2 separate regions of the Mus musculus genome follow, and region 1 is linked to region 2. A link is a contact called in public Hi-C data. All regions are on one chromosome and are shown on one strand. Each heading gives the region's core, a stretch centred on a gene start, on an enhancer-like site or on the middle of the called end of the contact. The rest is flanking DNA. Distances are from core to core; before and after follow the strand shown. Region 1 overlaps Fmn2 (formin 2). Region 2 overlaps Fmn2 (formin 2).

The links. Hi-C and Micro-C count contacts between places; a contact is called where the count stands out from the background.
Region 1: a contact with region 2 is called in a Hi-C map of extraembryonic endoderm stem cells, with 2.1 times the contacts expected there. The contact joins two enhancer-like sites. A contact is called at or near these places in 13 of 484 Hi-C or Micro-C datasets (the 3T3-L1 cell line, the C2C12 cell line, Sertoli cells and 8 more), 1 of 115 datasets of contacts at active chromatin or transcription factors (extraembryonic endoderm stem cells) and 1 of 9 other capture datasets (embryonic stem cells).

What each region holds. Positions count from the first base shown.
Region 1 is chr1:174,821,714-174,828,208 of GRCm38.p6, forward strand. Fmn2 (formin 2) reads left to right here. Exons shown (of 18, transcript NM_019445.2): 18 at 1-1,016. Among named protein-coding and RNA genes, the nearest start is that of Gm51689, 68 kb to the left of the region's middle. Within about 2 kb of position 5,053, at least 13 of the 459 cell types and tissues checked have an H3K27ac peak or open chromatin away from gene starts, as enhancers often do. A contact at or near this core is called in extraembryonic endoderm stem cells, where this site is marked.
Region 2 is chr1:174,594,852-174,602,310 of GRCm38.p6, forward strand. All of the region lies in intron 4 of Fmn2 (formin 2), which reads left to right. Among named protein-coding and RNA genes, the nearest start is that of Fmn2, 97 kb to the left of the region's middle. Within about 2 kb of position 3,555, at least 12 of the 459 cell types and tissues checked have an H3K27ac peak or open chromatin away from gene starts, as enhancers often do. A contact at or near this core is called in extraembryonic endoderm stem cells, where this site is marked.

The DNA of each region.
Region 1 (6,495 bases), core at 3,803-6,302, 230 kb after region 2:
AAATACCATCAATATGTCATGATTCATACCTCTCCCATGCTTAAGTTGCTCTCTATGATATTTCCCTTGAAGCCCTATGAAAAACTGGTCTGCAGCAGAGGTAAAAGAAATCATGGGATGTTTCTCTATGTCTAACACTGCAATAACCACCCCCCTCTCTCTCTCACACACACACATACACATACACACAATTCTCTCTCTTACACACACACACACATAGTTTCTCACTCATGGACCGATACACATACACATACATTCTTTCTCACACACATACACAAGCTTCACTTAATATTTTCAAGAAATTTGAGTAAGTAAAGTTCATGACAAATTTATTTTTTGACAACCACTTATTGTAAAAAAAAAATAGAAAAAAAATAGATGGATCAGATTTATCAGGACCGTGTTAAGTAAAATACCTGTCTGCATATTTTGACATGCCTGGGTTGTGATCATGTGTTACAGCAGGTGATCTACCACTATGATGTGAGGATGATGTATTCGTTTCTCATCTAAAGGGCCCTAGGGAGGGAATTTATTCACTCTGTCAGGAAAAGATTGGTAAATTTCCTATTCTTTCAAACCTATTTAAGCCAGATCACAATTGATTAAGATGGTTTTATATAACATTAATAGTTGTTCTTTTCAATTGCTGCTAATAATATTTGTTGAGAGTTATGGTTTTAGAAAAGGGGAAAAATTATTGCTATTGCAAACCAGTTACAGACAGCAACTTAAAAATAATGTTCTAAATCATAGCTATACTTGTATTTATGTAAAGTATGATCTCTTGCCTTTTACTTTGTATTTTGAGTGCAAAGAAACAGTAGTGTTTTATTTTCTTCTGCTGGTGTTTTGTAGCTTTCCTGTCCCACAGTCCTGCCAATGTGTACATACCACTCTTCAATGAAGTAATAGGGCATTTAACAAAGATCGCTATGTGCAATACTGTATTTAGTGTTTCTATTTCAATTTTTTAGGATGTTAATTTATATGAAAATAAAATGAATAATAAAATATTTCTGTGTCAGCTGTGTGCATATCATATGTGTGTGTATATATATATATATATATATATATATATATATATATATATATACTTAAAAAATAAAGACATTGTGTTCAGCTTTTGCCAGGGACTAGGGATAGGAAATAAATCAACTAAATATCAATCGTTTCAGGATTCTGGAACTTAAGCCTCTCATGCTACCTGAGTCAGAAATCCTGATAAAATATTAACTCTTCACCCAGTTTTTTTCTTTCCTGAGATCTGACAAACATTCTACTGTCCTAATATCAATTTCCAATGTGATACTATACCGTAAAATTTATTATATGCAAGACCAGATTCAGTTTGTCATCTTCTCCCTCCAAATTTCATTCATCTGTGTTATCTTCCTCAGAAAACAAAGCCTACATCCTCAGGTACAGGAATCATTCTTTATATCTTACTCTCTCTTGAGTCTCCATTCATTCAACTGCCAACACTATTATTAGTTGCGACTGGTATGAAAGTGTTCTCATTTTCCTCCTAGACCATGAGGGTCTTAGTTTAAAACTGGTATGAATTACCTTGATAGCTGTATTGGTTTTGATTTGTTTTATTTACCTTGATAGAAATACCTGAGCAAAACCCCTTTTTGCAGAAGTGGTTGATTTGGTTCACAGTTCAAAGGGACACAGTCATGGGTAGCAGGATCATAAGGTGACTGATCATAGTGCTTTCACATTCATGAATCAAAAGAAGGGGGGCAGAGAAGGAGAGGGGCTGGTGCTGTTCTCAGCTCATTTTCTCCTTTTTATTCAGTCTAGAACCTCAGCCAGTGGAATAATGCTGTTCATATTTAAGGGTAGGTATTTCTGCCCCAGTTTGCCCCATCTAAGACATGCTCAGAGATTTATCTCCTAGGTGATCTCAGAACCTGCCAAGTTTGCACTCAATATTAACATCACAGTATCTTTTAATTGCTGCCATATTCAAAGATTTGCTTCATACCAGTTCTTGTCTATACATCTAACCTATTTTTTGTTCCAAAATACAGAGCTGATAATCTGCATTTCCTACTGAAAGGGTCTTAGCAATTATACACATCAAAGTTAAGTGATTTCAATTTATCCAAAATCTTGACTGTGATTGACAGAGCAATCAGGTTCTTGCTTTTGCCTTTTTTTGTTCTCTGCTCAGCCCATCTGAATTCCAGCCTCCTGTCAGACTAAACCACTTTCAGTCCTTTCTTTCATGCAGTGCTATTTCTAAACTCCCACAATCTGCATAAGTCCCCCCCCCAAAGTTAAAATATCGGAATCCTGATATCTAAACCATTGGTGTCAGGGGAGCCTATGGTGTGTGTTCATATTATAAGAGAACTGATGTCATTATTGAAAAAGTAAATTCTCATTGGGAAAAAAACAAAAACCACTCTCTTTCATGCTGTATTGCCTTATGATACATCCTGCAATGGTCAGATGCAGCAGAAAGGCCCTTACCAGATGGACTCACCAAGCTCTAGAATCCTGTTGATATAAATTTCTCTTTTTCATATAGTATAGATTCTGACATTCTGTTATAGCAGCAGAAAATGAAGTAACCTATTTACTCTAAATCTTTTTACAGGTTTTCCCTCACCTTGACCCATTGCTCTCTTATATCTAGCTCACAAGTAATCATATCCGAAATTAGAAACCACTTACTACAGGGCATCCCCGGACACTGGTCTTTCTGGCTTCTATGAAATTACAGATATTAATAGGTGTTTATTAAAGAAAGGCAAACTGCTAACTGTACCACAAACTTCAGGATACAAACAAAAGGTGGACTGAAAGAAGTCTATTGTCAGGATGGGGTTACAATAGAGAATGAGGAAGACATTAGTGTATTAGTCAGGGTTATCTAGAGAAAAAGAACTTATAGAATGAATCCAGTAGTTGTCCAGTCCATAAGAACAAATGTTTCACCTGGTCTTCAATATATATCAGGTGCAATATACAAATCTATAATAGACATTGATATATATACATATACTCTCATGCCAGTGAAGGAATGGTCTTGCCAGCCAGAGCAGGAGTAAGAACAATCAGCCAAGGAGATAAAGCTTCCTTCTTCCAAATCTTTTCTATAGGCCAGAAGATGTGACCTTCTCGATTAAAAGTTTATCTTCCCACTTCAGAAAATCCAATTAAAAGTCAGTTTTTCCACAACAAATGATTTAGTTAAGAAAAAGTCCCCAACAGGTGTACTCAGCCACTTGGATTTTACTTAATTCCAAGACGTATTCAAGGTGACAACCAAGAATAGCCATCGTAAGTCACCCCTTGTCAACTGGACACGCAATCATATCTCCTTATGGCAGGCTTACTTTGCAAATGCAAACAATAGGTTATGACAGAGCTGTCCCTTGTTCAACCACAAATGCATGACAAATTTTAAAATAGATGACAGTGTAAAAAGAAGGGGCCCAAAGCTGTTTCCTTATAATTAAGGCAGTTAAGTAGGTGTAAATGTGGAAGAATTTTCTATATTTTAAAAGCACAACTCACGATTTGGGAGAGATCTCAGTGGTTAAGAGCACTAGCCGCTCTTCCAGAGGTACTGAGTTCAATTCCCAGCAAGCACATGGTGGCCCATCTGTAATGGGATCTGATACCCACTCTGTAACACAGATGTACATGCAGAGAGAGCACTCATACATTAAATAAATAAATAAAATTTAAAACAGATATGCACAACTCCAAGTTTAAAGTTTTGAAATTCTAAGTAATCCTTAAAAGACTAAATATGTTTCAGAAAGTATATATCTGGAGAATGGAGGGGAAGGGACAAGAATGGTCAATAAAGCTGAGATGGAAGGAAGAACTATCCAGAGACTGCCCCACCCAGGGATCCATTCCATAAACAGCCACCAAACCCAGACACTATTGAATATGCCAGCAAGATTTTGCTGACAGGACCCTGATATAGCTGTTTCTTGTGAGGCTATGCTAGTGCCTGGCAAATACAGAAGTGGATGCTCACAGTCATCTGCTGGATGGAACACAGGGTCCCCAATGGAGGAGCTAGAGAAAGTACCCAAGGAGCTGAAAGGGTCTGCAACCCTATAGGAAGAACAACAATATGAACTAACCAGTACCCCCAGAGCTCATGTCTCTAGCTGCATATGTAGCACAAGATGGCCTAGTCAGCCACCATTGGGAAGAGAGGCCCTTGGTCTTGCGAAGATTATATGCCCCAGTACAGGGACAGGAAGCCGGAGTGGGTAGATTGGGGAGCAGGGTGGGGGGAAGGTATAGGAGACTTTCGGGATAGCATTTGAAATATATATGAAGAAAATATCTAATACAAAAATTGAAAAATTGTTTAAAAAATGATCCATAAACAAAGGAATTCCTGAACAAGGTAACAGGAGATTGTTATGTCCCATTGAAGCAATAGGACCAAGCCAAACCCCAGGAACACTGATGCAGGGGTCTCTGCAAGTGACTACCTTGGAGGCCTACAATATTGCTGATAGTGCATGTATGACAACAGAAAGAAGCAGACCAAACTGGACAACATCTACCACACAGTGTTGTCACTACAAAGGAATTCAGTGGCACAAAGGAAGGCTAGATGTGGATTCAGCATGATATCAGTAACTACATATTTTTAAAAAGAAGAAGCAGTATCGTTAGACCCTCTCAGACAAGCCTGCAAGCCACAGCCCCTAAACCTAAGAGGGAAAGTGTTGATAAGGGAGAATAGACCTAGTCCTGCTGAAGAAATGGAATGGCACACAGTTATGTAAAGTAGCTAATCAGTGAGGTAGAAAAGAAACATTTCCATGAACTGAGTGGATTCTAGGTTGTCAGGAGTGAAGAGACCACAGGTGTGCAGAAGACACGGGAGAGATGGAGACTCAAGGACCTTGTATGAAGAAACTGGTAAAAAGCTTCAGAAAAGACAGATAAGGGCCTCAAGGAACAATGGCTGAGAGTTTGCTAGGATCAAGGAACGGCATGCCCTTTGCTGAGAATGCAACAAGTGTCGGGCTAAATAAATACCGATAAATTCGACCTAAAGAGGTCAAACTGACTCAGGTCCTCAGGGAAGAATGAGTCAGATCACTCACAACAAAGGGCTAGTCATTCTAAAGCAGGAAATAAAACAGTTAAGAGCTAACTTGAAAACAGCCTATCACGGCTGTCGGTGAAAGAGATAAATGTTTTCAGAATTTGAAAACCAAGAGTTTACCGTCCAAAAACCTCACAAAGGTCTGCTAAAGGGCATGTACCAGCGAGGAAACGAGAGGACTTGGATGTCAGAGGTCACGGAGGGCACAGGAACTCAAGCAGTAAATCAACTCCAGACTGTAAACAATAACAAGCCATTTTTGTGTTTTTAAAACATTAATAACAAGATGGCTGGGAAATTTTAAGAAACTAGTTCAGACATGCTTAAAAAGCATGTCTTATTGTCTCTGTGTAATTCTCTAAGTGCTGGGATGTTAATATGTACCAGAAACTGCTGTCTGCCCTGGGAGTAACAGACACTTACTATTACTGATGCTATGGTATACTTACAGACAGGAGCTTACTTACAGACATGGCTGCTCTCTGAAAGGCCCGACAAGCAGCAGACTGAGAAAGAAACAGAAAGAAACAGAGAAAGAAACTCGCAAACGGTGGTCTGAAGTCGGGGACCTCTGTTTTTGAATTAGGGAAAGGCTGGAAGAAGTTGAGGAGGAAGAGGGTGACCCCATAGGAAGACCAGAAGTCTCAACACACCTGGACGCCAGAGATCTCTCTCTGAGGCACCAACCAGGCAGCATACACTAGCTGATCGGAGGCCCCACCACATATACAGCCGAGGACTGCCTGGTCTTGCCTCCGTGAGAGAAGATGCACCTAACCCTTGAGACACTTGAAGCCCCAGAGGATGAGGAGACCTGACAGGGTTTGGGGGGTGAGGGTGGGAATGAGGCGACATCCTCTTGGAGATGGGGGAGGAGGAATGAGATGAGGAATCATCAGAGGGCAGAATTGGAGTGGGATAATAACTGGACTGTAAAAAAAATTTAAAAAAAAATTAAAAAAAGATAATTAAAACAAAAACAAAGAAAGTGTCTTATCCTCATAGAACCTACATTCATGAGTGGAGGAGAAGAAACCAAAACCGGGTATAAAATAATACGGGTGCAGTGCTAACTAACAGGGACTTAACATCGCTAACGCTGTATCTAACGCTGGAAAACTCCCTTGAATCAACACTGTCCCCACACAAACACATGGATGCTACACGAGCCTTAAAAAAAGAATAGAGAACAGGCAGAAATGTTGAATGTGTTTAGAATGCTTTGTGCACATTTGTAAGCACATATAACATTTGAGGGAATATTCGCCCCCAAAATAGAAATTCTAGAAAGAGAAAGGCAAAGCTTATTAAACTGAAGGCCAAAAGGTTTATTTTTAAAAATATAACAAAATATGGTAAAATGTGTGAGTTTTTAGATGGGAGGAATCAGG
Region 2 (7,459 bases), core at 2,305-4,804:
CCTATGCTCACAGCATACATCTTACAGATCATGTGGCTTTAGGGAGTTGCTGTTAGTGCTGCCAAATAACATCTCATTACTTCATCATTTCATTGTAAAAGTTATTCTATTATTTTTAAACTATACCTTTTATGGGAGTGGGATATTTATAATAGAGACAGAGAAGTCTATTATTTGGCCTTTGTCTCTAACTTTTGAAGTTTTACTATAACTTGGAGTTAAATTGTATTTATTCATTTTAGTGAAGGGACTAACATATTTTTGTGGATGAAACCGCTTGCAATTCGCATCCTGGTCACTAGAGGGCAGCTCTTCACCTCTGTAAATTACCACAACAGCACGAAAAGACTTCTCCTGGCCAGTTGGGTATGGGTTATGTTCAGAAGTGTTTTGCTAGCCCATCCTGTGCTGCTACATTATTCTGAGAGTAGCATTAACCAGGCCTCTGTTGCCTTCCTCGCCTGTGTTCAGGTGTCCATCCTCTCAACTGAAACTATATGGAATGTGTTGAGTGAATTTTGAGTGTTACTCTGCTCTGTAGATATTAATTCTAAGCATCCCATTCCCTAGAAACAGCACCACATCACTGAAGCACTTTTGCTGTGCTAGGATTTGCATGTAGGTACTTAAGGAAGAAGATAATGTTAAGATAGAACATTTCCCCTTTCACAAATACAGGGTGGTATTTAAGCTACAATGTATGTAGGAAACCCTTTTAACACCCAATGATGAATGAATGGCCACAGTTAAACCAGGGTAAGAAAAATGGGCCTAGAAGCAAGGAGAACTAATTCAGAGAGCGTGGGACGGTGATCCTTCAGGCCCAACTCAGTTTATGATCATTTTAGGTGCTCAATAAACATGTTAGCAGTGTTTAGATAGTGAGTCTCAGGAGATGCAGGTAGTTAGGAAGAAGAGAGGCACAGATACTCCCTGGCAGGGATGCAGACACAGAGCTGGAAACCCTGGAGAGAGAATTTACCGTACCATGGACCAGGGAAGACACAACTTTTCCAGAAAGAACATTTTTGTTTTATGGACACTCCAAGGACATCAGTGTAGGTATTTTAACATCAGAAACAGGAGGAGATACTCATCAGGTGTTTGTTGTTTCGTGCCAGAGTCTGACTGTGTACACTGTCTAGCCTACTACTCACTATATTGATCACGCTGGCCACAGATCCATAGAGACCCATTTGTGACTGCCTCTCAAGTGATTAAAGGTATATGCTCCCAGGCCCAGCTCTTATGTGTTGGTTTTAAAAACTGAGAAGCAGTCAACATCTGGGAAGCAGTTAGAATGTGTGTTGAGGATGTGGAGAAAGAATTGGATGCCACATAGTATTTTTGTTTTCTTCCAGAGTGGTGAGGACTTGGAGCTACACTGAAGCCAACCGTTGAGATGTAGATGGTGGAAAATTAGTGCGTGCCATGCAACATTTATACGAGAGACAAGACACAAAGTTAAGGAAGCTGAGGAAGTCTGATGGAGTAGTAACTAAGGAAGTCTGATGGAGTAGTAACTAAGGAAGTCTGATGGAGTAGTAACTAAGGAAGTCTGATGGAGTAGTAACTAAGGCAGTCTGATGGAGTAGTAACTAAGGCAGTCTGATGGAGTAGTAACTAAGGAAGTCTGATGGAGTAGTAACTAAGGAAGTCTGATGGAGTAGTAACTAAGGAAGTCTGATGGAGTAGTAACTAAGGAAGTCTGATGGAGTAGTAACTAAGGAAGTCTGATGGAGTAGTAACTAAGGCAGTCTGATGGAGTAGTAACTAAGGAGAATGTCCTGCTTATTTAAGGATGCTTTTCCCATGATTAGGCATCACCTGATCTGCTGTGTACTAGGACACTTGTAGGAGACAGGGGGAAAAAACACGTAAAGACTTGTATAAGGCAATACGACCCCTTCATGTAAACATGTCTATTGGCGTTGTCTTTGTTTGGGTCTTGTTCTGGCTTCCATGTTGATAAGACTGTGTGAGTGTAGCCAATTTTTCTAAGAGATGAATTCTCAAAGCAAATTTCCAGTTCCTCTCTAGCTTGCGTATCTTTCTGCCCAGTCTTCTGCTAAGATGGTTGAGCACTAGTTGCAGGAGTTGTGTTATAGATGTATCCGTTGTTGCTGAGCACCCCTAGGTCGCTTGTCCTCTGCATTTGGTTGGTTGTGGTTTTCTGCAATGATTTCCATCTGCTGTAAGATGTTTCCTAGATGAGAGGTGAAACCTACCCTCCTCTGTGGGCATAAAAGGACAAATATTTACAAGGTAGTTAGGAACTCTGCTGGTTTACTAAAGTGGGAGTTGCATTTCAGTTTCAAAAAATAAGGATAATATATATTTTAAAGGAAGAAGAAGAACAACAACAAAAAGAATTAGTCATTTCAGTTATAGGATAGTATCTTTTCCATATAGCTACAAACCAACTTAAAAGATACAGGGTAACTGCCAAGATATTTAATGTATATGGTAGATTATTGGATTAATTAAAGAAATCAAAAGTTGTAGAGAGACTGTAAATTTAGAAGAAGAGTTTTGTAGAAAGTTTATTTCCTGATGGACTTAATTTGCAGATATAGGAAGATGGAGCAGACTAGTTGAGATGAAGAACTGGACGTGAACTTGGCGTTAGGGTGACCATTGTGCAGGTGAATTGACAGGCAGCTTAACTTACTTCTCCTGTGGAGACTTGACCTTTGCTGGTGGCCTCTGGCCCAGGGCGTGAAACTGGGCAATGATTGAGCGCAGACCCCAGCGTTATCTGGATCATAGTCATTGTTATCTGGATTATCTCCTTGTGGATTCCCTTACTTCCCATCTTGACCCCTTCTAATCTCTTCCTGCATGCTACCCCAGAGTTATCTTTCTGAAAACACAAACTGTTTTACCCCTGATATCTGCTTAGACTTACTCAAGGACTGTTCATTGTGTCTCTAAAAGGTTTCAGGCCTGTGAGTTTGACATACAGAGTCTCCCTCCTGCCATTGCCCTCTTGACCTTATCTCTCACTGTCTCTCCTCCAGATTCAGTTTGGTCTAGGGAAAAATAAGTTGTTTCCTCAAGACTCTACTATCCTTCACATCTTCCCTTGCATGGTTCTCATGTACCCTCAGATGCCCAAATTGTTCCATCTTGACTGCCTCTCACACTCCATATGAAAAGCCTCATGCTCCAAAGCCCTTTAGAGTCCTTACACTGTAACTACTGTGCCCATGCCTTCTGTCTGGAATCATTGGACATATGTACAGGGATTGAGCCCCATAAAGATAATACTGTCTGTACTTTCTTTTGTCCCCTCAGTATCTAACACAGTTGGGCAGATAGACGAAGCCCAGAGAAATGTTTGATGAATGGATCAATACATCATGACCATGCTGATGAGATAGAGCAAAGGGCAGATCTTTGAGCAGTTGTAGAAAATGTACTCGCAGAGGATGTGGGATGTAGGGCTCTTGTCTCCAACACAAATCCCAGTTTTTCTAGAACAGTCAGAGTGAAGCAGAAAAAGACACTGATGGGACATCTGTTAGGGACAGATCTTAGTCAGTGGCAGTGACTACAGTATGGGAAATTCCACTGTGAAGCGAAGTCAGCTGTGGATTGCACAGAGATGAATCTTTTAAAGGGCTGAAGGAGGAACAACGAGGAGAGGATGAGGAGAGGCTTGGGAGAGTCCAGGACTGAGCATGACAAGGGTTCTCCACTGCATACGAGAGCTGTTTGTTCCGTCTGCTTGCTGGCAATGACAGAAGCTGGGATTCCGCCCCTATCTTAGAATTCGGAGACTGCGCCTTATCTTCAGCTGCTCCTGAAAGAGATAAAAGACTTTGGCGATCTTGAATCTTCTCACACAGTCACACTAAGGGAGAGCGTAGAGTCAGTCTGAGGACGTTGCCTTGAGAAACCTTAGTGTTGGTCAAATGTTTTTACGACAAGGCTGAAGCCTCAGAAGAACCTGCTTCCAGTTTAGTGGAGAGACCATCTTTGTTCTACCGTGTCTTACGTTGTTTCCAGAAGCTTTTCAAAACTGAAGGTCATGAAGAGGGTATTTTGTGGAAGCTGGGTACTTACGTAGTTCACAGGAATGGAGGATGCACTAGAAGGTACAAGGGTGTAGCTTTTCCATGTCTCCATGGCCTTGTCAGTTATGAAAGCAGGGAGGGAATGGCAGTACATGGGGAGGAGACTGAAATCGCCAGCGTAGCCTTCTCTTCCTCTCATAAAGTCACTAATACACTGCACTCTGGTGACAACAGCCAGTCTTATTTACCCTCCAAAGCATTACCTCCAAATGCCATTTATTAACTGAGGTATTTTCAAAGTTGCTTTGGGCATAACATTTCCCACACATGACTTGTGTGCGTACATATTGTAACCATGACAGACCTTAAGTGGAACTGCTAGCGGGAGGTTAGCTATTTGATGTGAGTCTAGCACGTGTGACTCTCCTCAGGGAAAGTACTTAAATGACTTAGTTTCCACATCTGTAAAATGGGCTTATAAACCATTCCTACCTGAGGACCTCTGGGGGATTTAAGTATATTATTCGTCTGTGAAAGAAGTTCTGAAGAGCTTAAGGCACATAGTCAACACTCAGATTGTTAGTTGATCTCACAGAAGGGTGATAGTCTCTATGATGTTTTTATTTTTAGTCAATATTGAGGATCGAGCTCAGGCTTTTGTCCATTCTAAGCCAATGCTGTACCATTGAGCTCCTCATTATTCATGGATTCTGTATTTGTGAACTCACCTATTGGCTAAAGTTGATTGTAGCGCTTACATTCTGTGGTGTGTTTATGGTCATTTGCAAACCTGTCCAATGCGGCTAAAAATCTTGCTCTGTGAAGTATGTACTTTTCTAGGTAAATTTGAACAAAGGGAAGTCTTTAAGCAAGTAGCCTTTGTGTGGTTTATTAGACCCACCTTGCATATCCTTTAAAATGACTTTACACTTAGTGTTAAAATGTTGTTGGTGTTCCAAAGTGTCAGAAGGCCTTGGTGGACCTAGTAATTAGACTACATGTTAGTCAAACTTTGTTCTAACAAAAGTTAGAGTATCCTGGGGCCAGTGTAAGTGTTCAGTGTTAGTGAATCAACAACAATCCTTAAATAAGACATTAAAAAGGAAACAGGGTACACACAGATCATGTGACAAGATGTTACCCAAGACTTACAGAAATCTGGAATCCAATCTTGTGTTTTCCTCAGGAGCTGTGTGGTTCAGCATTGAATAATTGAGGATTTTCAGAGAGTTTGCTTATGATGAGTTTGAAGAACACAGGTTAAGTTTATCTTATTTAATCCTCACAGTATCCCCTCTGCAGTAGGCCAGATGGGTAATGTGGTGTTAGTCACAGTTTAAAGGAGGATAGGCTTATGTCAGCTTGTGGTTTCGGGCTTTGGTCCATGGTCTCTTGGCTGTGTTGCTTCTAGGCCCAGGCTTGGTGAAACAGAACACAGAGAGACAGTGTACAGTGGAGCCAAGTGGCTCAACTCTGGGTGGACAGGTGACCAAAGCCTACCAAACCAGTATAAGATTGCTTCCAGAAACATTCAGCGGTGATATTCTCCCTCCAAGAATATTCAGTGTCCTGGTTAGGAGGTCATGCATGGATTAATCCTTTGATGAACTTGGTACCTCCATAATCCAATCCCTCCTCAATAGCCCTATGAATTGGAGACCACACCATCCACAGGTGACTCTTTCAGGAGGAGGGCGATTCATATCTTAACTATGACATGGGCTATGTTCATCACACAGATCATTAAAGACCTTATGAGCCTTGTGAGAAGTTAATGTGTTCTCAGCAAACAGAGGCCAACGTTTTTAATGAGAAAGTCAACTTCCTGGCAAAGGTAGCTGGGCTTGACAGTAAGAGGCACAGTAGAGCCAGTCAGGAGTGCAGTTCTGGGTGGCTGAGAGTCTCAGCTGAGACATTGTATGAGGCAGTAGAAATGATAACCAAGGAGGGGCTGTGGGTGTGGTGACTGTGTCAGGTGCAGATTAGTCTGAGCCACAATGGCATCAACTGGAGACTGATTAGAAATGCAATTGCATTGTTAACCCTAGGGATTCAGACAACAGGCCTGGGTTTAACAAGCCCCTGGTGATTCTTGGGACTATTCATCATGAGAGACATTGGTCAGCCATTAACAGGGGTTCAGAGCTCTTAGGACATGATAGTTGGTTGGAGGATAAGATACAGTTTCGATTTAAGTCAAAAGGCAGAGAGATAAAATAGCAGCAAAGGCCAAGCAGACACAAGGCAGGATTGAAGCAGCCATGAGAAGAAAGACTAGCAATAGCCAGCAGAGAGGAGAGACGGGTGAATGAGAAAGTGATTTCTTGATTGTATATCACCAATTAAGTTACTCAAAGATAAAATCCAGGCCCCAGCTATTACTGAAAAGCAAAACTAAACAATAAAGCAAAAGCAGAGAAGGCATTAGAGAAAAAATGAGAAGGTCGAGTTTGGCATTGTAGGAGCCAAGAGAGGACAGGGTTTTATGAGCGATATGAGTAGGAGTCTTGAGTAATTATCCTAGCCAAGATTAAGGCCACAGTTATTGATAAGAAGAGCAGCAGCAGCCTTGGGAGAACATTTGTGCTTGCATGGCAGGGTCTAGGGAACTCTCCATCACCAACTAGTGGTCTTCATCCATTGTATTTGATTTTCATTAGGATTTGCTGGCATTTGACTGCAGCTGGGTATTAGTATAAGGGACGTCAGTACTCAGGAGGTGGCACCTTCTATCTACAGATCATGAAGGGAGTCATACACATTGTAGTGCTTTTCTTTCTAGTACTGTCTGAGTAATTGGAGTGATGCACTCTCTTAGAGTATGAGCCAGCAGTCTGCCAGAATTGACTCAACATCTGAATGGAAGTTCCAAAAGCGTGTGACTGAGAGCAGCAGATACCCTCCTTTTGTTGATCTGATTCCTTGTTACCTTGGCTCTTTCCCACATATATTATTACTTCTACCAGGGATCCTTATCAATAATGCCTATAGGCTTTGCTTCAGTCTATTGCTCATCTGTTATGCTAAGTAACAAGAAGATGGCCAGTTAGCCAGTTTTTATTTCTTATTTGTCTTCTTCACATGTATGCCACATGTCTCATCTATGTTCCATAGACTTTACCAGATTCATTTTGGGTTAAGTACATTATAATTTTCAACAATTTAGTATTCATTTTATTATAAAGTTTGGAGGTTCTAAGGGTGATATGTCAGTGGAAGAGCACTCCCTCGTAGCTTGAAGACCCAAGTTCTTTACTGCATCCATTAAAAGGTGTGTCTAGCTGACTGTGTGCACCCATAACTCCAGTACTATGTGTAAGGTGGAGAAAGGTGATTTCTGGACTTCATGGCTACCAGGCCAGCTGAAGAAATGGTAATCTCTAGGTCCATTGAGAAACCTGTCTCAATGAACAATGCAGAGAATGATAAAGATGTCCAGT